5 separate regions of the Mus musculus genome follow, and regions 1, 2, 3 and 5 are each linked to region 4. A link is a contact called in public promoter capture Hi-C data. All regions are on one chromosome and are shown on one strand. Each heading gives the region's core, a stretch centred on a gene start, on an enhancer-like site or on the middle of the called end of the contact. The rest is flanking DNA. Distances are from core to core; before and after follow the strand shown. Region 1 overlaps Prkca (protein kinase C, alpha). Region 2 holds the start of Abca5 (ATP-binding cassette, sub-family A (ABC1), member 5). Region 3 holds the start of Cacng4 (calcium channel, voltage-dependent, gamma subunit 4). Region 4 holds the start of Rgs9 (regulator of G-protein signaling 9). Region 5 overlaps Prkca (protein kinase C, alpha).

Region 1 (4,481 bases), core at 1,368-3,867, 1.3 Mb before region 4:
AACTCTCTCCCCGGTTGCCAGGAGGCGCCATGGCTGGGAACAGGTCAGAAGAGGAGCACACAGAGGCTCCGGCAGATCCATCCACACACACACACACCAGAGGCTTTGTGGAGCACACAGCTGCATCTTCTTGCCTGCAGCCTGGATGTGTCAGCACTGACCTGCAGTAACCCTGCCCATTCAGGGTTCAGAGCTACAGAGGGACATTGTTTGACTATGCCCAAAAATCAACTGCCTCCAAGTTCAATGACAAGTCAGCCCTTTAAATGATCTGTTTTGCTTTGGAAAATAATTCTCTATTTTTGCTGCTTTTTCCCTTCTGAGAGCACCCTTGTTCGTGGCTTCTGCTTACAAGCCAACAGAAAGGACAAAGGCTCAAGCCATGGGCTCACTGTAAAAGCCAGGATTGTTCTCTTTGAGCTGACCTGGCGGTGGCCTCCCACATCCATCTCTGCCCAACAGTTGAAAACAAGAGTAAACGAATTTTATAACCCACTCGTCACTATGTGTAAGCAAAAGTCATGTTCTCTGACACAGCAGAAAAACAACAGCAAGGTTTTTTTGCTTGAGGTGACCAATGGCAAAAGATAGAAATTCAAGATTGCAGAGGGTGGGAGTGGGCAGATGAACACAGAAAATGGTGAGGTCTAGTATCCAAGGCCCACAGAGCCTGGGGTCATGTGACAACAGGTGAGAAGATGGAGGTAACTGCCAAGTCCATGCACCATGTCTTTGTAACAAAGGAGACACTGAGGAAATTAGCCATTCCAATGACGACCAGACTATTCTTTGTAGTTGTGGACCTACAAATTGATATCTTGTGAAAGTATGATCAAATTTGAATATAAATTTAATACCAGAGAAACTAGATGGGATTTCAGAGCTTATGCAGAGCTGTGTGTAAGAAGAGGAGGAAGAGGGGGATGGGAGAAAGGGAATCAGGAAAGAGAAGAGTGAGGAGAGAGAGAGAGAGAGCACTTCTCCACCGAGCATGTTCAATGAGCCATGTGGTTCTGAGATCGAGGGTGAATGAAGGTCCTTGGTTCTCTGGTGTCCAAGAAGATAATAAATATCATGGTGGTAATGGTGGGTAGCAACATTTTGGGAGAGGTCACTAAGTGATTGCCATTGTTTTGAGTTCATTACAATAGCCAGGAGCTGTGCTAGTGGGACCCAAGGGTGGGCAAGAGGCTGAATAACAAGCCCACTACATAAAGATTATGAGTGGCCAAGCCAGGACAAGCCTGTAATCTTATAGATCCCACCCAAGCATCACTTGTCTCAGAGTAGACATAGTCCCAGAGAAGAGGTGGTGAAATTGGCCCCAGCTAAGGTGAGGTGAGGGGTAAGAGATGAGACCAAATACCCTTCGTTTGGGAGGTGGGTGACAGTGGTCAGAGCACAGAGGGCCAAGTGAACACACAACAGGACCAGGGTCAATCCAGGGCTGTACCTGGATGGAGGGGAAAGGGTATAGACCGCATGTTTGCCTGATGCCTTGAAGTTGGCAAAGGGGACTCTAGTACCTGACTTAGAGTTGTGACCCTAGTGGCTTCTGGGGTTCAATTGCCAAACTGATAGGGTGTTCAGGATACAAGTGGTCTCTATAGTGTCTGCCTCAGAACTAACAGCTCAGGGTTTGAATTAAGAAAGACCCTGGTTTCACCAAGACATGGATTAAGAGTATCCAGTGGTGTTGAGAGCAGAGAGGTCACTCTTGGAAAGATGGGTTCCCCATAGAAAAGCAATGTCTGGATGAAAGATACTAGAGAAAGATACATGTGCTTGTATCATAAACATGGAGGGAGATAGAGACAGGAGGATTCCTGGTGCTTTCTGGCCAGCCGGTCTAGCCAACTGGTGAGCTACAAGACAGTGAGAGACCCTGACTCAAAAATAAGGCGGAGATATGCACAGCCCCATGCTCTCATGTGCTTTTGTGCTTGTTTCTGTTTTCCTTCTCTAGGACAAAGTCTCCTCCTCAAAGCACCTGACCTGGCCACGACCTGTTTCCACAGGGCAAATCTCCCTGCAATACCCACGCCCACACTTCAGCTCCCCCTAGGAACCATTAAGCAAGCAGTAAGCAAGACTAGGCACCAATGGGCTCATTCTTTATACTGTAAGGCACTCCAGAAACTGGGACTTTTAGGGAGCATGTGCCCAGGAGCACTGGGAGGCAAAAGCTGACAATAATCTGTGCAATCAGGTAGTAAATCAGGTGTGTTTACATAACTGAGTAAGAGGTTCAAAGGCATCCCACCTGGGCCACGGATGGGATCGGGAGGGAAAGGGCTGGACAGCAAGCTTGGCACACATCGTGGGCTCCAGGACACCACAGAGCGCTCAGCTTTCTCCAAGCCCAGCTTTCCCCGGCATGTTGCTGGGAAGAACATGCTGTTCTTGAGGCTCGTTTGCGCCTTGACTCTGGGCGTCATCGGGTGATGCTGAGAAGGAGAAACTGTCTCTGAGGGGCTGCCAGTTCCAGCACGGAGCTGTGAGCCAGTTCCCTGCCAGGAGACAGAACTCCCCGCAAATGCTGACGGGGAAACCGGCCGGGGTGACAGATTGCTTCCGGAACGGGATTTGCTGAATGCCCTTCCCATGTGATGCTTTGGGGGTGGTCCAGCTGTCTAGCAATAAGGCAAGGCTCCTGGTTCAGGGATTCTGACTCTCAAACAGTGCAGAGAGGCTGAGCCGTGATGCAACTGGGGTGTGTCAGAGGTGGTGGTGGACACACGATAGTGGGACCCTGTGGCGGAACCAACCACAAAGCTACAGGCCATCAGGTGTGCACAGCAAACTCCAGCAGAGGAAAGCATCTAGCAGGTTCCAGTTGGTACACATAGGAAGTTCTCAGGCTACAATCCCTGAGGTACGCAGGCTCTAACTTAAAGTAGTAAGGCACCCTAAAACTCCCTGAGACGCTCTCCTTCTCTCTCTCTCTCTCTCTCTCTCTCTCTCTCTCTCTCTGTGTGTGTGTGTGTGTGTGTGTGCAGAGTGTAGAGGACAGCCTTGGCTGTTGGTCCTTACATGCCATAAACCCTGCCATCTTGAGACAGGGTTTCTCATTGGCCTGGAGCTCACAAAATAAGCTAGGCTGGCTGGCCAGTGAGTCCCAGGGATCCGATTGTATCAACCCCACCTCCACCCCCATCCCAGCACTGAGACTATAAGCACATCCTCTTCCCCCCCCCCCCCACCACAACCTTTTTTAATCCTGAAGGTTCTGGGGGATTGAATTCAGGTCTTCATGCTTGCATGCTGTCACCCCAGCTCATTCTGTGTCTCCTTAAATCACAAATGTCTTAATATTTTTTTTTTCGAGACAGGGTTTCTCTGTGTAGCCCTGGCTGTCCTGGAACTCACTTTGTAGACCAGGCTGGCCTCGAACTCAGAAATCCACCTGCCTCTGCCTACAAATGTCTTAATATAAATTTATATTCTCTATGGCATTTGAAGACACTCTTAGGCCCTAGCGGAAAGATATCTGTAGACTTCACAGACCAACTCTCTCAGGACAGTGACAGCTGACTTCTCTCTTCACATTGGGACACTGCAGATTGTCATCCCTGTAGAACACGTTATCCTCCCAGGCTGGTCTCCCTCTGCCTGGCAGATGGGAAGAGTCTTACACTATGATCTGAACGCTTGTGATTCCCCACCCAATTAATATGCTCTAATTTCTAGTCCCCAGGTGAAGGTACTAAGAGGTAGAGTCCAGAGAGGTGATTAGGTCAGGAGAATGGGCCCCTCATGGATGAGATTTGTGCCCGTATAAAGTAGGTTTTAGGGAGCTTGCTAGCTTTTCCCACCGTGTGAGGACCCAATGAGAAGGCATTATTTCAGGATCAGGAAATGGGTTCCCCATGGGTACAGCAGCTGCCAGTTTCTTGAACTTGATCTTCCCAGCCTGAGTCCCACATTCCTGTTGTCTATCAGCTACAGTACCATGTGACAGAGGCCTGAGTGGAGCAAAGCCACCAGGGAGTTGAGAGTGACCTAGACAGTGTGGAACAAGAACCTGCTGGGGCTTGATATTGGGTAAGAACTGCAAATGAGGGTGCTGGTCCAGGGTGGTCACGTCATATTCTCCTTAGTGTGAATGTGAGTCCTCCATGAACTGGCACCCAAGAGCAGTCAACTCTGTCCAGATAGAGGCAAGTGATTCTTTCTTCAAGCAAGTGACAAGGTAGAGTTGACACTCTGTAGAGGAATGCATTGGACTGTGTGATGTGAGGCAGGAAGAGATGACATCCTCCTCTCGGGAGCAGGGTACCACTGAGAGATTTCTCATCAACACTCCAGTGGCACTTGGACTCTGTGTCTAGAGGTCTGATCTTGAAACTAATAATAGTCTAATAGCCAGAGTATCCCACCATTCACTTCAACAAATACTTTTTATTTGCTTTTTATTTTTATTTTGTGTTTTTTTTGAGACATAAGCTTGCTACATAGCCTAGGCTGGCCTTGAACCCGCC
Region 2 (4,320 bases), core at 1,515-4,014, 1.0 Mb after region 4:
AGTCCAGGTTTCACTGTGAAGCTCCTGATGGCTGCCAACTCCCAGATATCCACCCTCCTAGCAAATATCCACATGTTTTTAAGTGTTGGGGGGAAAAAAAACAAATAGCAATAACTATGACAGGTGAAAATATAAAGTTCAAACCTCGGGTCTCCTTACATCGTATGACGTTGTGTTGGAACACACCCGTGCTGCTTCATACCTGTGTTGTCTGGGACCACTTGGTGCTATGAGGGCAAATTTAAGCAGAGACAGAATCTACTCAGTCTTCAAAGCCTAGGTGACTTACTTCCTTACTCTTCATCCAAAAAGATTCACTAACTCCTTTCATCAGTTGTAGGAGAGGGACACAAGTGGAAACGCTAGGTCACTTTTCTAACACGTTCTAAAGAATGTCTGCGCGAACCAGAAAAAAAAAAAAAAAAAGGATCCTCCTATCACTAACTTAATGTAAATCAAATTAAATGTAATAGTGTAATTCCAGTTGAGGGAAAGAGTTAGGAAAGAATTTCTAAGCAGAGAGAAAACTATGGAGATGCTGAATTCCCAAAAGACAAGATCTATGTAAAATGAAGAAGAGAGCTATCCACAACCCGGTGGAGGCAGATGCCACCCTGGAATGTGGCAGAGCACGGGTGTACGCCCTGGGCAGCAATGTACAGACGAAACTGACAACAGAGTGTGGAATGCCTTGTATGCGATATGGAACACCCCAAGTGGCACCCCACTCCTCCTCTGTACCTCTACACCCAAGGGAGATGCTTCACACTTTAGAAGTCCACTGACTGCCTCAATCCTCAAAACCCCTCCATCTCCATCTCCACCATCACCTACAAACTGCAATCTGGATTCCTACTTCAGTGAGAAAACAGAAACAATCCAAAGAAACGGCTCCACCACTCCAACCACTCGCTGACATCTGGGCCTCCAATAATTTACATGTTAAACAACGTGCATGGCTGCCATTCCCCCGAGAACTCTAAACCACAGAAACGTAAATGCCATCCAGTTTAACTATACTTTTAAATTAAGATTTAATTTTTTGAAAAGAGCTGCTAATCTGTCTAGCAATGCACTGAAAGAGAAACCTATCCAGCTATTTTACTGGCTTCATAATGGGTATAATAAACCTTTAAATTTAACAGAAGGCATCATAAACGCTTTCTTCGCTGATCTTTTAAAATTTACCAAAAGTAGTGACATAAAGCAAGATACTAATGCCAGTAAAGTTTGACCTAAGTTTTATGACAGAACGCCTTGCTGGAGGAAAACGATGTAACAGTACCCATATGGCAAGTCAGCTAATAGTTTTCTTTATATATAATGTTTATAAAAGTATAAAGTTTGCACTGTATAAAAGTTTTAAGTTTGCACTTAAAACTATTTCCAGTGTAATCTACACACTAATGAGGACTACAATTTATATTAGTATGAGTTGCTTTTATATAATTACTCTTTCAATTAAACTCAATGGCAGACATTACATACTATATTCATCTAGGAACTTTAGGAACAAAATGATTACCTGGCATGTAACGAACATATTAATAAATTTATGCAAAATTTAAGAGTTCCCTATGTTTAATAGAATTTGAAGTTTTGCATTATCAAGGACACATCTGCCTAAATGACCCACATTCAAAGATCACTGTCTCTTAAATCTGCTTTCAGGATAAACACACACAAAGTGTTCTCATAATGTTCTTATCTATTGAGTCTTCTCTGACGAGACATAAAAATGCTCTCTGGGCAAACATAAAATAGAGTGAGGAAAGCACCAGGATTAGAGAGTCTGGAATCTCAGAGGGAGAATCTCAGTACCTCATTTTTTTCCCCAGCTGGGACCTTAATAAAGTTATTTAACCTCTTTAAGACCCATATTTCCCACACAGAGTACCATCTCCAACCTCAGAGCAGCTGTCAAGATGAAGTAATACTGACCCTGGCTCTGAGCCAGGATCTAACCTCATCTGGGGCTCCAGAATGTCCTTAATTTTTGTCCTCAGACTTGATTCTTTGAAAACGTAAAGCGAAGCTTTTAGAGAGCTGGGGCGAAAATCCTCAACTCCGACTGCCCCAGAGGCCGCTGTCCCCCATGGACCTCGCTTTCTCCTCCTCCCTGAAACCTTTCCGCGCCTGGGAATCTTCGTTAGCTATGTTTGGGGAATTCAGATTATTTTCAACCCCAAAACCGTGTCACGAGCTCTGCGGCTTTTCCTCTCACCCCGAGTCCTCTGGTCACACATGATCCGCTACCCGATCTGCGCCCCAAGTAGGGCGATGCTCCTGAGCCCTCAGGGGGAAAACTGACTTCGGTTTGGTTTGGGCTTTTATTTAATTTCGGTTTGTCCTTTCTTTTCCTTCTGCCTCTCTAGAAGTTCTGAGGATGTCGCTAGCCCAGGGATCCCTGTCAGCGCCCGCCACCCGCCAGCATCCTCCGGCTCCCCGCGGCCCGCCACACCCTCCCCTCTCCTCATTCCCTAGCTGCTCGGCCATCTCCACGGTCCATGCCCCGTCCCCGCCGCCGCGTCACCTCTCTCCGCAGACACGAATGGCGAGCGACCTCGAGCGCCGCGGGCCTCGGCGTCTCCTCACCCCGGCGTCGCAGCCGCAGCGCTGTCAGGCCCAAGCCGCGAGCTTACCTGCGGCGACCGCGACCGCGGTAAGTGACGGAGCTCGGAAATTCTGCGCGGAGACGCGGTCCGCGAGGCCGAGCGCGCGCGTGCCCGCCGCCCCGCTACGCCGAGAGAGCCGCGCGCGCCGCCGGAGACACGCCCCCTGCCCGCCCCTGAATGCACCTGAGGGCGGGGCGTGCGTAATGCGCGTGCTCCTGGAGCTCGAGACGGGAGCGCGCTTGGGGGCGGGGCTACTGGGGGCGGGGCTCCGGCGGAGGTGAGCGCGGCGAACGAGTCGCAGAGTACTTGGTTGGACCTGCCGACTCTAGCTCAGGTGCTCAGAACCTCCTGGGGAGCTCGCCGCACCCTCCACCGAGGCTCGATGGGTTTGAGGAGACTTCTGTCGCCTCAAGAAGGACGGCCTTGGTTCTCCACCCTCCCATCTGCCTCTGTTCCCTTGTATTTAAAGAGTTGATAAAAGTCTGACACTCCTCCCTCTTGCTGCAGCGTCCTCCCTCCTCGTTTCTGTAAAGACTGCCTTCTCCTCTCCAACCTCAGACTACCACCTTGAACATCCTACCGGTTCCTTCAAACATCCTCCGAAAATCTGCAAGTGTTGACTTCTGGCAAAGACTATATACCACGCTTAATTTTTACTTAAAATGCAAACTGATGTTTGGAATGTCGTTACCCAAAGTGATCGAAACAAGGGCCAAAGGTATTGCAAAGTAAAGTTCACAATACCAAAATTACACATCCCTGAGGAAGACTGATCCTTTCTTATCCAGAAGCCACAAACTGCCAATTCATAACACACACACACACACACACACACACACACTATTCATGCTGGAATTTTTGCTGGCTTGATACTGAATGTGTCTGGTGTGTGCAGTCCCCAGTGCTATGTGTTACAGTTACTTTCGAAAACATCTTCAGCTCTGTGAATGTGAACATTCATACATATTTTGTGTATGTGTGTGTAGTTCTCAAATTGAAAACTAAGTCTATAGAATGTGTTCTGCTTTATTATAGATGTGGACGTTTTGCCTGCATGTGTGTGTACACTATCATAGAGCCTGACACAATGATATCTTTCCTCTCAAACACCCCACTTGGCACCATAGTATCCCTTTCACTGTCTTACATGCTAATCTCTTCAGCTACATCATATGTAGCCTGAAGTTAAGAACTTTTTCTTATACCAATTTAAATTTTCAGGTCTTGCGAATCATAAACTATGGTAAATACTGCTAATAATACTACTGATGAGAGAAAACACCTACAAGAAAGGTATGTAAATATTTTTATCTTCACAAAAAATACCTACTCACTTAACAAAATTGCACCCATAGAAACAGAAAATATTAAAATTCTATTATAGGAGTGGACTTGTAGTTCAGTGATAGTCTGCTTGCCTAGATTGTACAAGGTCCTGGCTTTAAACCCCAGCAACACACACACACACATACGACTTATAAAATGGACAACAAGATTATAGGCTTGTAAGAATAACATAGAACACAGAGAAAAATATTTTAAATAAAAAAATTACTACAAATTAATGTGTAGGTTGTGACATATTTTACTGCCTCTACGCAAACTATTTATCAGACTATTTATATCTTGTAATCAGGCTGGTCACACGATGTCTGCCTAAATGTCCACAACTACCAGGTTTTAATAGTAAAACAGCGGCCAGAGA
Region 3 (4,108 bases), core at 115-2,614, 1.5 Mb before region 4:
GGACTCAATCCCTATCTCTAGATGCATTTCAACCGAAGCACACCTCTCAAGTCTCTGTATACTAGGGGGGTCACAGAGCCCCGCCCTGCCCTAACAGCGACCACGCCCCTCCCAGCCCACTCTTGGTCCGCTGTTGACTCTCCTCTCCCCAGTTTGGTTCCTACGGAGGTCTCTTGCCGACTTCGTGCTGAGGGGCAGTGACCCAGGGCTTGCTGCCTCAGTTACGGGAGACGCGGCGCGGTTCCCCTCTTGTACCCATCGCGCAGAGAGGAGTGAGTCTGTGGTGTCAGGGATCAAGAGAAGGCCGGCCGGCTGGAGCTACCTGGCTCCCCCAGAACCGCTTGGGGCCCAACCTGTACCCCGCCCTTACCCTCTCAGTTGGGGGCTTGGAGTGAGCGCCTAGCTGCCCCGGGGCTCCCCGCCCCCGGCCGGCCCCGCCCCAGGATGGCCAGTTCCCATAGCAATCGCACAGACACCGGTTGCCAAGCAACCCCTCCCCCTCCTCCCGCGTCCGCTTTCCCCCCAACCCTAGACTCCTCCCGCCCCCACGCCAGCCTCCACCTCCCCCAGGGGCGCCGGCGAGGCCCCTGGGGATCGCTCCGCTCTCGGGTTGCGCGCGCGTGCGTGAGTTTCTGTGTGTTTCATTGTGTCTGTGCGCGAGGGGGTGTGCGCGTGCGAGCCGAGAGTTTGTGGGATCGGTGTGTTGGGGAGGTCCCCAGCCTAGAGGGACCCGAGGCTGCTGCGCCCGTGTCCACTCGGGAACCCACCCTCCCAGCTTTAGGTTCTTTGTGTCTCGCGTGGAGCCAGCGCCGCGCCCACCCCTCCCCCGGCCCACTCCCCGGGGCAATGTGTGCGTGTGCATGTGTGCGTGTTATGTGTGTGCGTTGGGGGTAGGGGTCCTACCTTCGATGCAACACACCCGCCACAGTCCCGAATGGGTGAGGTCGCCGCGAGCGCGGCGGGGCGGGGGCCCGTCGTCCATGGTCAGGTTGGTGCCGTTGCAGATGTGCGCGCTGGAGTACAGCCAGTAGTCGGTGCCGATGGCGATGGCCATGAGCGAGAAGGCGGCGAAGGCTCCGGCCGTGGTCAGCAGCATCTGCAGCCCGCGGTCGCATCGCACCATGGTGGGCGCCTCATAGTCCGCCGCCCGCCGGCCCGGCCCGCCGCGCCCGCCCGCCCTCCTCCCTCGGCGCGCGGCTCCGGGGGCTCCAGGGGCTGGGGGGCCGAGGGCCGGGGGGCGGCGCCGCGCTGCGCGCTCCGACCCCGCGCCCCGGGCGTGCCTGCGCTCCGGCTGCGCGGGGCTCAAACTCCGAGGCGCGGCGGCGAGTGAGGGCTGCGCGGGCTACGCGGGCCGCCGGGCGGGCTGGCGGCGGCGGCAGCGGCGGCGGTGGCGGCCGGGGGCTCCTCCCTCTCGGCCCGCCCTCCCCTCCGCTCTTGGCCCGCGCCCTCCGCGCCTCCACCCACCGCCCGCCGCCCGGCGCGCTCTCTCGGCGCCGCCCCTCCGCCTCTGGCCCCGCGCTCGCTCTCCCACGGCCGGGATTTTCCCTCCCCTCTCTCCCCTCCCTGCGCTCACGCGCGCTCTCTTTTCTCTCCCAGGCTTCATTCACATTATCAGAGCGAAGGAAGCCGAGGGAAAGAAAGATTGGTTCCCTGGAAGGACCCCGGGGAAGCTGCGTCTCCAGTCACCTCTCTTTCCAACCCGGGACAGCCAGGATCTCCTTAGTCCCCAGGATTCTGTATCCCATTCTGTGGGATGGAGATTGCGTCCCCTTTCCTTCTTTCCCCACGGCCTTATGGCTGTACCTGGTTATGAAGGTCTAGGCAGGGATGTACTGTGAGACTCCTCGCGTTTCCAAAGGGCCCAGATGTGGGTCACAGACGGGAGACATTCTTTATGGGCCAAGCCAGATGAAGATCACCTCCATTTCAACCGAAGCAAGCCAAGGGGTTCTAGCAGGCACTGGGGAGCTCTGGACTTCTTCGAAGGGGGACTGAGGATGTGACACACTACAGTCACACTTCTGATAGTCCATTGCTGATAGAGGCAGGAACACCAGCAACTACATTGTAGCCTCCAGCTGTTTCTTCTCCCTGTCCTTCTCTGAACCTTTACTTTTTCTCCGGTTGGCTCTTCCTCAGCCTAACCGGCTCTTCCTCACCTCCCCTTAACCTTGTCAGACTCTGCCTCGGGGCCTCTGGCCTCTTCCCTTAATTGCTTTTGGTGCTGGCAGGGTCCCAAGCTGGATACACTCCGAGCTCCTTGGAGCCAGGCTCCTTCCTTGCCACCCAGTTCCCCTCCTCCCCTGCAGGAGGCCTGAAACCCACGGGGGGGGGGGGAACTCAGGCCATTTCTTACACCCTTGTCCCTGTTGCATCCTCGAGGGTTGTTCTGTGGGCTGCTGTTCTGACCCCCTGGGATTGAAAGAGACACATGGAAAGCTGCTGCCCTTGCAATTTTACCTCCCGGGCCACTTTCCCAGCTTTCCTCAGAGAAAATAAATGAATGACCCCAGCCTCAGAGCACTCACTGTTCTTCCTCTCTGGAGAGTGTGAGCTCCCCCCTCGTATATAGCCGTGTGTGGTAGCAATGTGCAAATGTTTGCCCTGGGAAAAATTATCTTTTGCTGGGAGAAGGGAATATAAACAAATAGAAAAAAAAAACCAGAATAATAAAATGTGAGGGCCAGGCTGACTAGCCCAATCAGCGTTGCTGGCCTTTTCCTCTGCCTTTGGGGGGTGTCTGTTCTGCTTTCCAAAGTTTCAAAGGACGAGAGTTATTGCTTTTCTTCCCTTAAAAAAAATCACTGTCATCTAGGGCTGTATTGTCTACCCAGCAGGTGCCTGATATCCGGCTGAATGGACCAGAAGGCATGTGATGGTTTCTCCTGTTTCAGGGCAAGGCTGCTCACCTCTGTCTCCAGGAGCCTCCAAGATGAACTCAAGGTTCTGTGCTCTGAGAGATTTTTGATTTTTGGGGGGGGAGTCAGCCAGTCTTTGTTTCAGAGGTAATCCTTAACAGTGGGCCAACACAAACAAACCTGGTGTCCTGACTGCTGAGGAAATGAGGTGGAACACGCCGCGCCCCGACCCCCTCCCACCCCCCTTCCCACCCCCCCCACCCCCCCACACCTCGCAGCTGGAAGCTCCTCTGTGCTCCTCAGAGTTCCATGAAGCAAGGTGTGAAAACCCACATCCGGGTTAGCCAGGTGCTGGGTTACACAGAAACATCCTCTGGCCTGCACTAGTTAGAGCTTTCTCCTAGGATCTTGGAAGAAACCAATGCAGTAACCTAATTCATCTTCCAGGGGGTGGGTGGGGAGTAGATTTCCCCTCATGCCTTCTTAGGTAACTGTGAGATAATATCCAAGCAAGCAACCCCGAGTCACACAGGAGGTAGGACAGACGTCTTCAGCTCTAGGAAGCAAGTTGGACCAGCTTTTGTACTGTACCCACAGAGGGGCTTGGAGTGTCTTGGAGAGATCTAGAGATGGGACCTGGGCTTAAGATCATTACCACCTTGGTAGTGAACAGCTTGATTTGGACAAGCCATGACTACCTGGGAGGGAGATTCTTCTCTGGTATGCCTTTCAGATTTGCTTTGCAGGTCTCAGCCTTGGACACACATGCGCTGGACAGTTATTTGTGAATTAGTGGCAAATGCCACTTCTCTCTTGGAGACAGAGATTAGGATGCACTCTGGGCACATAGAGGGCATTCTGTGAGTTCTCACTATTGCCCCTCCACACCTCAAAACACCTGGATATGAGTCAAGGTGAAGAGAAGAAGTGGAGAAGCTTGCTGAAGTGGAGAAGCTTGCTGAAGCTTTCACCCTAGGTCAGATTGCAGCTCCGCTCCTGGAGACTGTTGTTATTTCCTGTTCTTTTGAGAGGACCCTGATGGGGGCTTGCTGGTTTGCCTATCTGTTGGTGATCACCCAACCTGCAGCCACACTTGGACCTGAGCTTATGTGGGTGTAGACTGTGGAGTCAAATAAGGACTTGACCGCCGGCAAAGAAGCTGGAGCAAACTCAGGGCTGTCTGAGGCCGTTCATCATGCCTGGGTGAGCACAATTGAAATCTGGAAATTTCTGCTCAGCTAGATTCAAGA
Region 4 (4,541 bases), core at 1,840-4,339:
TTATTGTCTCCCCTGCTCCCTCTACCTTTCTGCCTGTTTCTTGTGCTTTAAAATATGTCTACGAAGGGCCAACAGACCCTCAGACTCACCAGATCCCCTGTGTCTTTGCACTTCCATACCTTGGTGCATGTTGTCCTCTCTTCCTGCAGTCTCATCTATCTGTCCCTCCCCCCCCTTCCCTCCTCTGTCTCTCTCTGTCTCTCTATCTCTGTGTGTTTGTCTCTGTCTCTCTCTCCTTCCCTCCTTCTTCCTTTCTCTGTCTCCCTGTCTATCTCTGTGTGTTTGTCTGTCTCTCTCCCTCTCTCCTTCTTCTTCCCCCTCCTTCCTCTCTGTGTCTCTCTATGTCTCTGTCTGTCTGTCTGTCTCTCTCCCTCCTTCTCCTCCCTCCTCTTTCTCCTCCTCCTCCTTCTCCTCCTCCTTCTCCTCCTCCTCTTCCTCCTCCTCCTCCTCCTCCTTCTTCTTCTTCTTTCTCTCTCTCTCTCTCTCTCTCTCTCTCTCTCTCTCTCTCTCTCTCTCTCTGCCTAGACTCCCCCATTTATCCTTCAGTTCTCAGACCCATGTCCCCTGGTTATGCAGGCCCCCTCCCCTATCCCACACCAGAAGAAGACTCTGATCATTGTATCACACTTGCCGTGCCTGTATTGTTTCCAGGTTCCACCTATGCTTGTGTGCCTGGCAAGTCACTTAACCTCTCTGAGCCTCAGTATCCTTCTCTGTAAAGGACAATGGCAACTGTCTGACAAAACAAGACAATGCACGCAAAGCCCTGCCCACCTTGGACACTGATGGAGTGGAGAATAGTACCTCACCTGGGTCCGCATTCTGCTGGTCCCGGCCTTTTTTCTGAAAGCCTGGTTACTAACTCAGGTGGATAACTGCTGAGGACTTTCTACCATAGGCTCCTGAGGTTCTGTAGACCTCTGTTCTGTCCTCTGACCTACGGGGTTCTGTGATCCAACTCAAGACCCCAGTGGGCACAGATGGGAAGCAGACAGGATCCTTACCAGGACAAAGCAGCTAGGAGAACAATACTGTGGGTGAGGAGGACACAGTCTGTAGATCCAGAGAGGGAAGTTGCTCTCCCCATGGAGTCAGAAGGACCCTGCTTCACAGAGGAGCGGGAGTTTGGCAGAGGGGGGAAAGGATCTTTCTGTAAAAGCATGGGGTCCTAGAGAAATGAGGACATTCTGAGTGACAGCTTAGGGTGGCTGGCCTGCTTTGTTCTTCTCCTTGGAGGGCAGGAGTGGGAGTTGAGTAAGAGGAAGAGCCAGGGAGATGGTGGAAACTGGGCCCCGAGCAACCAGGCTGCAAAGGGTGGACAGTGTCCTGTGCATCTAGGAAGCCAATGGGGCCAGGGGTGGGGGGAACATCCTATATGAGAACTCACTCAGTGTGGGAAAGAAAACCAATGTGTATGAAGGGTGTCAGGGAGGAGGGGAGAGGCAGTGAGGACCATGAAGTAGGGTGAATGCAGAGGCTGTGTAGAAGAAGAGGTTTGGCTGGGAGTAAAGGGGAGATGGGCTAGATGGGACTGGACAGGGTGTAGAAGGGGAGGCTGGGGTGGAGGTGAGGGGGGAAGGTTAGGATGGAGAGAATCAGAGGACAGGCTGGGGAGGAAGTGAGAGGGTCTGAGGAGGAGCTGAGGAAGATTGTGTGGAGGTACAGCATGCCGGGGGTGTGGGGGGAGGATGCTGGAGAGCAAGACACCACTCAGAAGGCCAAGGGAAAGGATGCATGGGAGTGATAAACACACGAGTGCTACAGATAGGTGCTCTAAGCTCCAAGCCAGGGCCGTCCTGCACGGCAGGAGAAGACCAGCCTAGACACGATCTGAAAATGACGTTCGACTTTGGACCACCAGACTTGGGCAGCCTCTTGTCCTTTCAGGAGCTGGGAGCTGCACTGTCTACTCTCCTGAGTGAGACAGTGTTCCCTTCTGTTTACGGCATGGCCCTTACATCTCTTCTATCTGGCTTCTCGGGGAGATGACCAGGTGTGCCGAATGTCCTGGTGTGCCCAGGTCTGTCCAGCTTTTAACATCTTGTAGATTAGGATACTTAGTCACCAACTGCACCCAGTTGCTAAGCTCCAGAGGCTCAAGGCAGGGAGGGCCCAGCTTGTCACAGAACATCCATCGGGCTAATTCCCTCAACAGGATAATCCTATGAAAAGTGGCATGAGCCAGAGGTAGGGCAGACAAGTGACCTGGGACTTAATCCTGTGAGTGTCTCTTCCCACACTGTCTAACTTAAAAGCCCAGAACTAAATGAACCACTTTGTCCCCAAACACGTCACCCCATAGGTACATTCCACCTCCCACATGTCCATCGGGAACGGACACCCTGTTCTGGCCATTAGCCATCGACAAGAAACGGTTCTAACTATACAGAAAACACACAGATTGCCATCCTGGGATCAGGGGAGGCTCTTGATCCCACAAATCACATTTTCCTGGTCTTTTTATACACACAGGCATACACACACTTAAAAATCCTGCTGTTTAGTATTGGGGGAAATGTTCATTTAATAGCCGATTCCTTGTAACAATATAGGCTGTCTCAAATCACCGCGCAGCTTCAAGCACTCTCCTGAGTAACAGGTTGTTTTTGGCCTGCAGCAGACCATCACGGCTGCCTTCGAATTCTCCACTACAGTTTACGCGAAAACCCAATCATTATGGTTTTTAAATACAACACATAGAGCCACATAGAAGTCATTTAGTAAAATTGGGCAGCGCGGATCGACCTAGATGGACGCCCTCTGCCCCTGCCCAATCTTCCCTTGGACACTCCACATACTGGGTCCCCGCCCACTTGCCAGGGTCCAGATGGGGATTCCCAGGGTACCTTTTGGAGAAATGCCATCCTCGGCCTGTACTGCTGGCCTTGGTGTCGGATCGTCATTCTGGACCCTGGATGAATTCACGACCACAACACGAATGGGAGCGAAAGGGGAAACCCCCAAGTTCACAAGCCAGCCTGGTCTGCCCCAGCCTGGGCGTAGACCGGGAGGCACAGAGAGCGGAGCGCGCAGGGCCCAGAATACCGCCCTCCACCCCTCGACTCTCCCTCGCACCCGCCGACATGCAAAGCAGCTGGAATTCGCGCCAACCAATCAGCGAGCAGCGCCGCGCGCTCATTAGCATGCACTGCGCGGGCTCCCACCTGCCACCAGGGGGCGGCGTCCGGCTCCACCTGGACCAAACCTCAGGTAGGAAGGCCAGATCAGGGATGCTGAAGCTAGAGCATCTGCCCCAAGGTGTGTGAGCCTGTTAATCTCTTTATATACAGAAGTGAGACAGAGCACAGTGGGAAAGGAGCTTTCCGACGCCAGCTTGCAGGAGAGTTGGACATCTTTGGGTAAGTCAGCGCTAAGAATTTCTTTATAAGAGAAGAGAAAATTTTAAACAGTTTCATGGTATCCAATAGAAGTGTCCATGAAGCTTCTAATAGATAAGTGAGCAACGCTGTGATTGTTCCTAGATAGATATTTAAGATAAAAAAAAATACCAGATGTAGACTTTTATTAATTGGCCTAACAAATAGACTAACTAGTAAGATGTTGGTTTCAAGAGAGGAAGAAGTGAAGAAGCCCATAGACACTCTTTAGCTAACTGTGTGCCCTTAGGCAAATTATATTTTACTTCTAATTCCCGATACTTGTATTTGTTTGTCTTTAATAGACTCTTAAAGGAACTTTTAAACTGACCTAAAAATTGGGCAGATGGGACAGAATAGATGCCTCCAGAGTGGCCACCTGCTCCACACATTCATAACCCCCCTCCAGGGTCAACCTGTCTGGGGAGATTGGTATGTGTCACCAATTGATGAGCCTATATTGGCATATATCCAGAAAAAAAAAAAAAGGATGAAGCCTCCACTTAGTCTACACAAGCAGGATAGATATACAATGTCGCATCTCGCATGTTTAAGTTGAAAAAGAACAAAGGGATTCGCCTTAGTGGTGCTCAGTCAACTGGTATACCTTTAGCATCTAAGCCCTTATCCACTATTTTTTTTTCCTTTCAGGCACATTTATTTGTAAGAATCCGTTGAACGCTGTGGACACTCTCAGAAAGCATGCTCACACACATGTTCACATAACACTGACTCCAGTTTGCAAACAATGTCAAAGTGCTCGTTTCCCCTGGGCCCCATGCAGAAGCCCCCACATCACAAACTTCAGTGAAAAGGATGTGAGCTCTCCAGGGATGGGTTGATGCAGAGGACCGGGGTTTCTGCCAATCATACCAGACCTCTGAGAAGCGTGTTCCTTATGTGAGCTGGGATCCCAGGAAAAAGCTGCAATGTCTTGACGTTTCCTCATGGAACAACTTCTGGGTTTAGTGTTACACGGAATACACATAAGCAAATAAAGCCAGCATTTCTTAGTTCTATAAATTCTGAGTAAGGAAAATAGAGGTGATTTCCTAAGGGGGTGGATTGGGAGCTTAAGTCATTCAGCAATGAGGAAAATCGAAAATGTAAGGAATTGTGCTCAGCTCTAGAATAGGAGCCGTCGTAGAGAGCATGCTGCTCACT
Region 5 (4,171 bases), core at 452-2,951, 1.3 Mb before region 4:
ATGGCTAACTCCTCAGGTTCCTGCCTGCTCTCTGCTCCTGCATTCCCACAAGGAAGGTGCAATCCCAGTGTGATGTTCGAGGACAAGCTTCCCTCCTCCTGGACAGTGTCCTCCCCCTGGCCTGTGATGTCACTTTAAAGAGGTTTTCCTTCTCTTGCACTTTGGCTTTTCCTCTTCCAGAATGTTCCTTGTAAATAAAGACCTACTTTCAGCTCAATTTTTTTCTTCCCTGCCGTGGTTCCCAGGGGTCCCCTTGCACCGGCCCCTTCCTTACTTTTCCTCTTGTCTCAGCCAGTAGGCTCTGTCAGAACTTCTGTGGGATCAAGCCCTTCTCTCTGCCATCCTCATAGGCTGCCCTCCCAGCAGGCTTTGCACTTCTTTGTCCAGCCTCCCCCACCACCTCATGTCACCTAAGCTGAAGGTCACCCCCTGGACTTGGCTCCATATCCTTTCCTTGGCAGGCACCTCTCATCTCTGGGTTGGGCATCCCCCAGTTTTGTGCTGCACCCACTCTCCGACTCTGGAGTGTTAGTGGTACCCTGTGTTGACCTGCACTGTTTCAGCAATGTGTCAGGACTGTTGGATGGCTTTTGCTAATGAGAGCATGGGCTGCCCAAGGGCCTCTCATCACTTTACACTCTTGCTGGATGAGCAGCAAGCAGGGAAGGCTTCCATCCATACGGGTGTTAGTAGGTGATGGGGAGGCAGGCGTCCGTATGTCCAGTCTGCTGAGACTAGAATCACTGGTCCTAAGACATACCTATTATGCACAGGTCCTGTTGGCTCAGCTGCTACTCTGGGAAGTTTCAGAGCTGAGACCCAAGTGAGCAGAGTTGCCCTTGGACATAGTATCTAGAAGGAGTTCTCAGTTGGGAGAATTAGGCTGTTTGAATTTCAAGACTCAAAATAAAAAAAAAAAAAAGAAAGAAAGAAAAATGTTAATAAAGATTACTCACACTGCTTGTGGCTCCTTAAATTTCCCGACTTGCTGAATGTGGTACATGAGGTCCCCGCCGTTGACGTATTCCATGACGAAGTACAGCCGGTCCTGGAGACCAAGGTTTACACGTGAGGAGGGTCCCTCCCCAGCAGAGCTTATCAGCTTTGCTTTCATATTAGCAAACACAGGGTGACCTTGACAGATCTGCTCTTCACTGAGTGGGGGATAATGTGCATCCGTACATCTGCAGGTGACGGACGCTGCTAACAGGTCAGCCTACTGGTAGTTATGCACCTCATTACAGTAAAGGCCTCAAACATTCTTTCCCTTCCCCCACACAGACTTCCCCGTACGGACAGTTCGTCTCTCAATCAGGGGTGATATGAAGACCCTATACGGGGCCTGTCATTCCATCTTAACCCCTGTTATCAATGGTGCGCATGCGTAAAAGATAGCCTGCGACTTCCAGGAGCTATGCTGGGCTAATGCAGTAAGGTGCGTAAATGGATGCTTCTGAAAACATATCTTTTGGGGTTATATTGAACTCATAAATTACGCACATGTAATGATATTTAGTGGGTGGAAGAGAGGGGTTCACCATAAAAGGAGATTTTAATCAATGTTCTTTTGCCTCCAGAATGTGCTCAAATATTGCCTTTTTCTAAATATTTTCTGTCACTGGTATGCTAAGAGCTGGCCCCACGGAGAGCATATATCATGGAGCCAAGTAAGTCTGCATAGTTATGAGGCCATTATGCTGGGACAGATGGGGACATTATGCCAGGCAGTTTAATGGGAGGACAACCAGCAGCACAACAGAGCATGGTAAGAGCTGACCTCTGCTAGAGTCTAGAAAGCAACCCCCCTTACACACCGGGGCTATTAAACATTCAAGTGTAGCTCCAGGAGGGAGAGATGACGGAGCTGGTGTCAACAGCCCCGAAGTGGCTATGGGAACCCCCGGCTCTGGATTCAATTCCTTCTTCGCAGTTTCTTCGCAGTTTTCCAGAGCTGCACGGGTGCCCGTGGGCTCACAGAACAGGGCTGAGATTGTGTTCTCCCTCCTAACCTTCCCACCAGTTCTCTCTGGAGCTCTGAGAGGGCTGGAGCCGACTGCATGACCAGTGCAAGGCTGACACACAGCGGCCGCTGCCAACATTGCATGCTTGGCGCACGCCGAGTCCACAAAAATCCCCCATTTTGAGACTCCAAGCTTCTCAAGGCATCTTGTTCCCCAAGATTTTAAAAGGAGAGGCCTAAGCACGGATCATTTTTCCATCACAGGGAAGTTTTACATGAGACGGTGACTGTAACACTAGCTGTCAGGGGAGTGAGATCTGACAGCGGCTGCTTGGAGAGTGGGGCTTGGAGGTGGGGAACCCCTCAGCTCATCGCTGCATCTTAGAATGCATGTCAGTGTGGGGAGACCAGGAAGCCCCACAGCTGGTGTCTTTGTAGTTTGAACATTTCTTTTACATTTTACTTTGCGCCTAAGGTCAGCAGAACTTTTTCCTGTAAACGGTCAGATTGTAGGGGCAAGGTTTGTGTGTTTCTTACAACTCCTCACAGCCTTCACAGTCGGGAAGCTGCTGTGGGTGACAGGAAAGTGGAGGGGTGTAGCTTTGTCCTTAGAATGTTAAATTTTGAATTTCATATGCGAGGAAATATTATAATCTGGGCTTATTTCTTGTGACCTTTCTCACAGCTCTCGGGCTGCTGGACAGGTCACAGCTTGCTCCTCCTGCTGTGTCATTATACAGAGACAGCTCCTCAGAAAACAAAGTGTCCTGGCACACCAATGCTGGGCGTGGCAGCAGCAGGATGGGGGAGGGGGTTGTCTGTAAAAGGCAGGGCTGGCTAGCTATGGTGGCACACACCTTTAATCACAGCATGTGGGAGGCAGAGGCTGGCAGATCTCTGAGTTCAAGGCCAGCCTGGTTTGCTTAAAAAGAGAAGGCAGGGCTGTGAATCCACAACTGCTTTGCGAAAGTCTTAGCCCAGGGCCTACAGGAAGAAGACCTCTCACGTACAGCCACTTGGAGGACCTTAATGGACACCCAGATCCTCCCACGTGCAGGCCCCTTATTTAAAGTGGTTTGGTATTTGTATTTATTCCATGCCCACGTGCCCACCAACACCAATCATCTCTAGACTATTTATTTCTAACATAATGTAACCACTGCTGTAATGAAAGCTGAACAGTGTGAGTTTGTTCCCAAAGGAAACGGGATTAAAGTCCCGAGTGTCTCGAGACCATGATGTAGTGTTAGACAGGAATGACAGTCCTCACCACTGTCTGGAAGCAGGAGTGCAGCTGTGTCAGAAATGGCGGCTTGTCCAGCAGGGCCAGCACGCGCTTCTCCACCATGGTGCACTCCACGTCGTCGTCCTGGATCACCACGTCCTTCTTCAGGATCTTGATGGCGTACAGTTCCTCCGTTCCCTTCCTGTCAGCAAGCATCACCTGGGGGAGTGGGGGTGGGGACAGAAGGAGAGAAGGCTCAACACTGGTGGGCAGACATCTGGTACAGGGAGTGGGGGCGGAGGTTGTGGGGAACAGTGTCGGGAGACAGTTTGGCAACAGCTGGTGCAGGTCTGTGAGTGACTCGTGAAAAAATGCTAACACATTCTGCTGTGGTTTCATCCTGGGTGGCATCCCCTTAAGTCTGCATGGAGAAGCTTTGCTCCTTGGTGTGACAAGGGTTGGGGAGTGGGAGGCCCTGTAGGAGCCGAGGTCTGCTCTGGCTTCATTTCTGATGCTTTGATGAAATATGCTTGACAAAGAAATAACTTGAGGGATAAGGGATTCATTTCAGCCATCAATTCCAGGTTACAGTTCATCAGTGCAGAGAAGTCAAGGCGGGAATGTCAAATATCTAGTCAGATCCACAGTCAAGAGCAGAGAGACATCAATATGTACATGCTTGTGCCCAGCTCACGCGAGCAGTTCAGGATGGTTTGCCTAGGGAATGGTGCTTTGGGCTGGGTCTCTCCATATCAACTAATTTAATTAAGACAATTTCCCAGGCACACGTCCACAGTCTAAACCAATTTCAACTCTGTTTTCAAGGGATTCTATTTAGGTTGTGTTAAATTGACAATTAAAGCTAACCATCACAGGCCTTTAGGTTATTGTGGGTGTGCAATGCCCTTGAAGGGCACCGTGGGATGAAGGCCACGTTTTGTTTTGTTTGTTTGTTTTGTTTTTTGTTGTTGTTGTTTTGTTTTTTT

Evidence for each region. Promoter capture Hi-C pulls out the DNA fragments that hold promoters and counts their contacts.
Region 1: a promoter capture Hi-C map of hippocampal neurons shows a contact between it and region 4, with 6 times the contacts expected there. The contact joins the enhancer-like site here to the promoter of Rgs9 in region 4. A contact is called at or near these places in 9 of 39 promoter capture datasets (cranial neural crest, embryonic stem cells, hippocampal neurons and 5 more).
Region 2: a promoter capture Hi-C map of embryonic stem cells shows a contact between it and region 4, with 5 times the contacts expected there. The contact joins the promoter of Abca5 here to the promoter of Rgs9 in region 4. A contact is called at or near these places in 4 of 39 promoter capture datasets (embryonic stem cells, hippocampal neurons, liver and 1 more) and 1 of 9 other capture datasets (macrophages).
Region 3: a contact with region 4 is called in a promoter capture Hi-C map of embryonic stem cells, with 5 times the contacts expected there. The contact joins the promoter of Cacng4 here to the promoter of Rgs9 in region 4. A contact is called at or near these places in 4 of 39 promoter capture datasets (embryonic stem cells, hippocampal neurons and liver).
Region 5: a contact with region 4 is called in a promoter capture Hi-C map of embryonic stem cells, with 6 times the contacts expected there. The contact joins the enhancer-like site here to the promoter of Rgs9 in region 4. A contact is called at or near these places in 10 of 39 promoter capture datasets (the 3T3-L1 cell line, HPC-7-derived erythroid cells, embryonic stem cells and 4 more), 1 of 115 datasets of contacts at active chromatin or transcription factors (embryonic stem cells) and 1 of 9 other capture datasets (embryonic stem cells).

What each region holds. Positions count from the first base shown.
Region 1 is chr11:108,020,849-108,025,329 of GRCm38.p6, forward strand. The region is part of intron 5 of Prkca (protein kinase C, alpha); the gene reads right to left. Among named protein-coding and RNA genes, the nearest start is that of Mir7223, 26 kb to the left of the region's middle. Within about 2 kb of position 2,618, at least 26 of the 459 cell types and tissues checked have an H3K27ac peak or open chromatin away from gene starts, as enhancers often do. A contact at or near this core is called in hippocampal neurons, where this site is marked.
Region 2 is chr11:110,334,952-110,339,271 of GRCm38.p6, forward strand. Abca5 (ATP-binding cassette, sub-family A (ABC1), member 5) reads right to left here and starts at 2,765. Exons shown (of 39, transcript NM_147219.2): 1 at 2,534-2,765. It overlaps Gm39445 (a long non-coding RNA gene), which reads left to right and starts at 2,887. Exons shown (of 3, transcript XR_880289.1): 1 at 2,887-3,333; 2 at 3,837-3,908.
Region 3 is chr11:107,793,342-107,797,449 of GRCm38.p6, forward strand. Cacng4 (calcium channel, voltage-dependent, gamma subunit 4) reads right to left here and starts at 1,365. Exons shown (of 4, transcript NM_019431.4): 1 at 904-1,365. The coding sequence starts at 1,123. It overlaps Gm11650 (predicted gene 11650), which reads left to right and starts at 531. Exons shown (of 2, transcript NR_165828.1): 1 at 531-624; 2 at 1,597-2,512.
Region 4 is chr11:109,295,092-109,299,632 of GRCm38.p6, forward strand. It overlaps Rgs9 (regulator of G-protein signaling 9), which reads right to left and starts at 3,090. Exons shown (of 19, transcript NM_011268.2): 1 at 2,847-3,090. The coding sequence starts at 2,903. Gm39441 (a long non-coding RNA gene) reads left to right here and starts at 3,139. Exons shown (of 3, transcript XR_880277.3): 1 at 3,139-3,359.
Region 5 is chr11:107,980,655-107,984,825 of GRCm38.p6, forward strand. It overlaps Prkca (protein kinase C, alpha), which reads right to left. Exons shown (of 17, transcript NM_011101.3): 10 at 3,231-3,404; 11 at 957-1,048. Among named protein-coding and RNA genes, the nearest start is that of Mir7223, 14 kb to the right of the region's middle. Within about 2 kb of position 1,702, at least 71 of the 459 cell types and tissues checked have an H3K27ac peak or open chromatin away from gene starts, as enhancers often do. A contact at or near this core is called in embryonic stem cells, where this site is marked.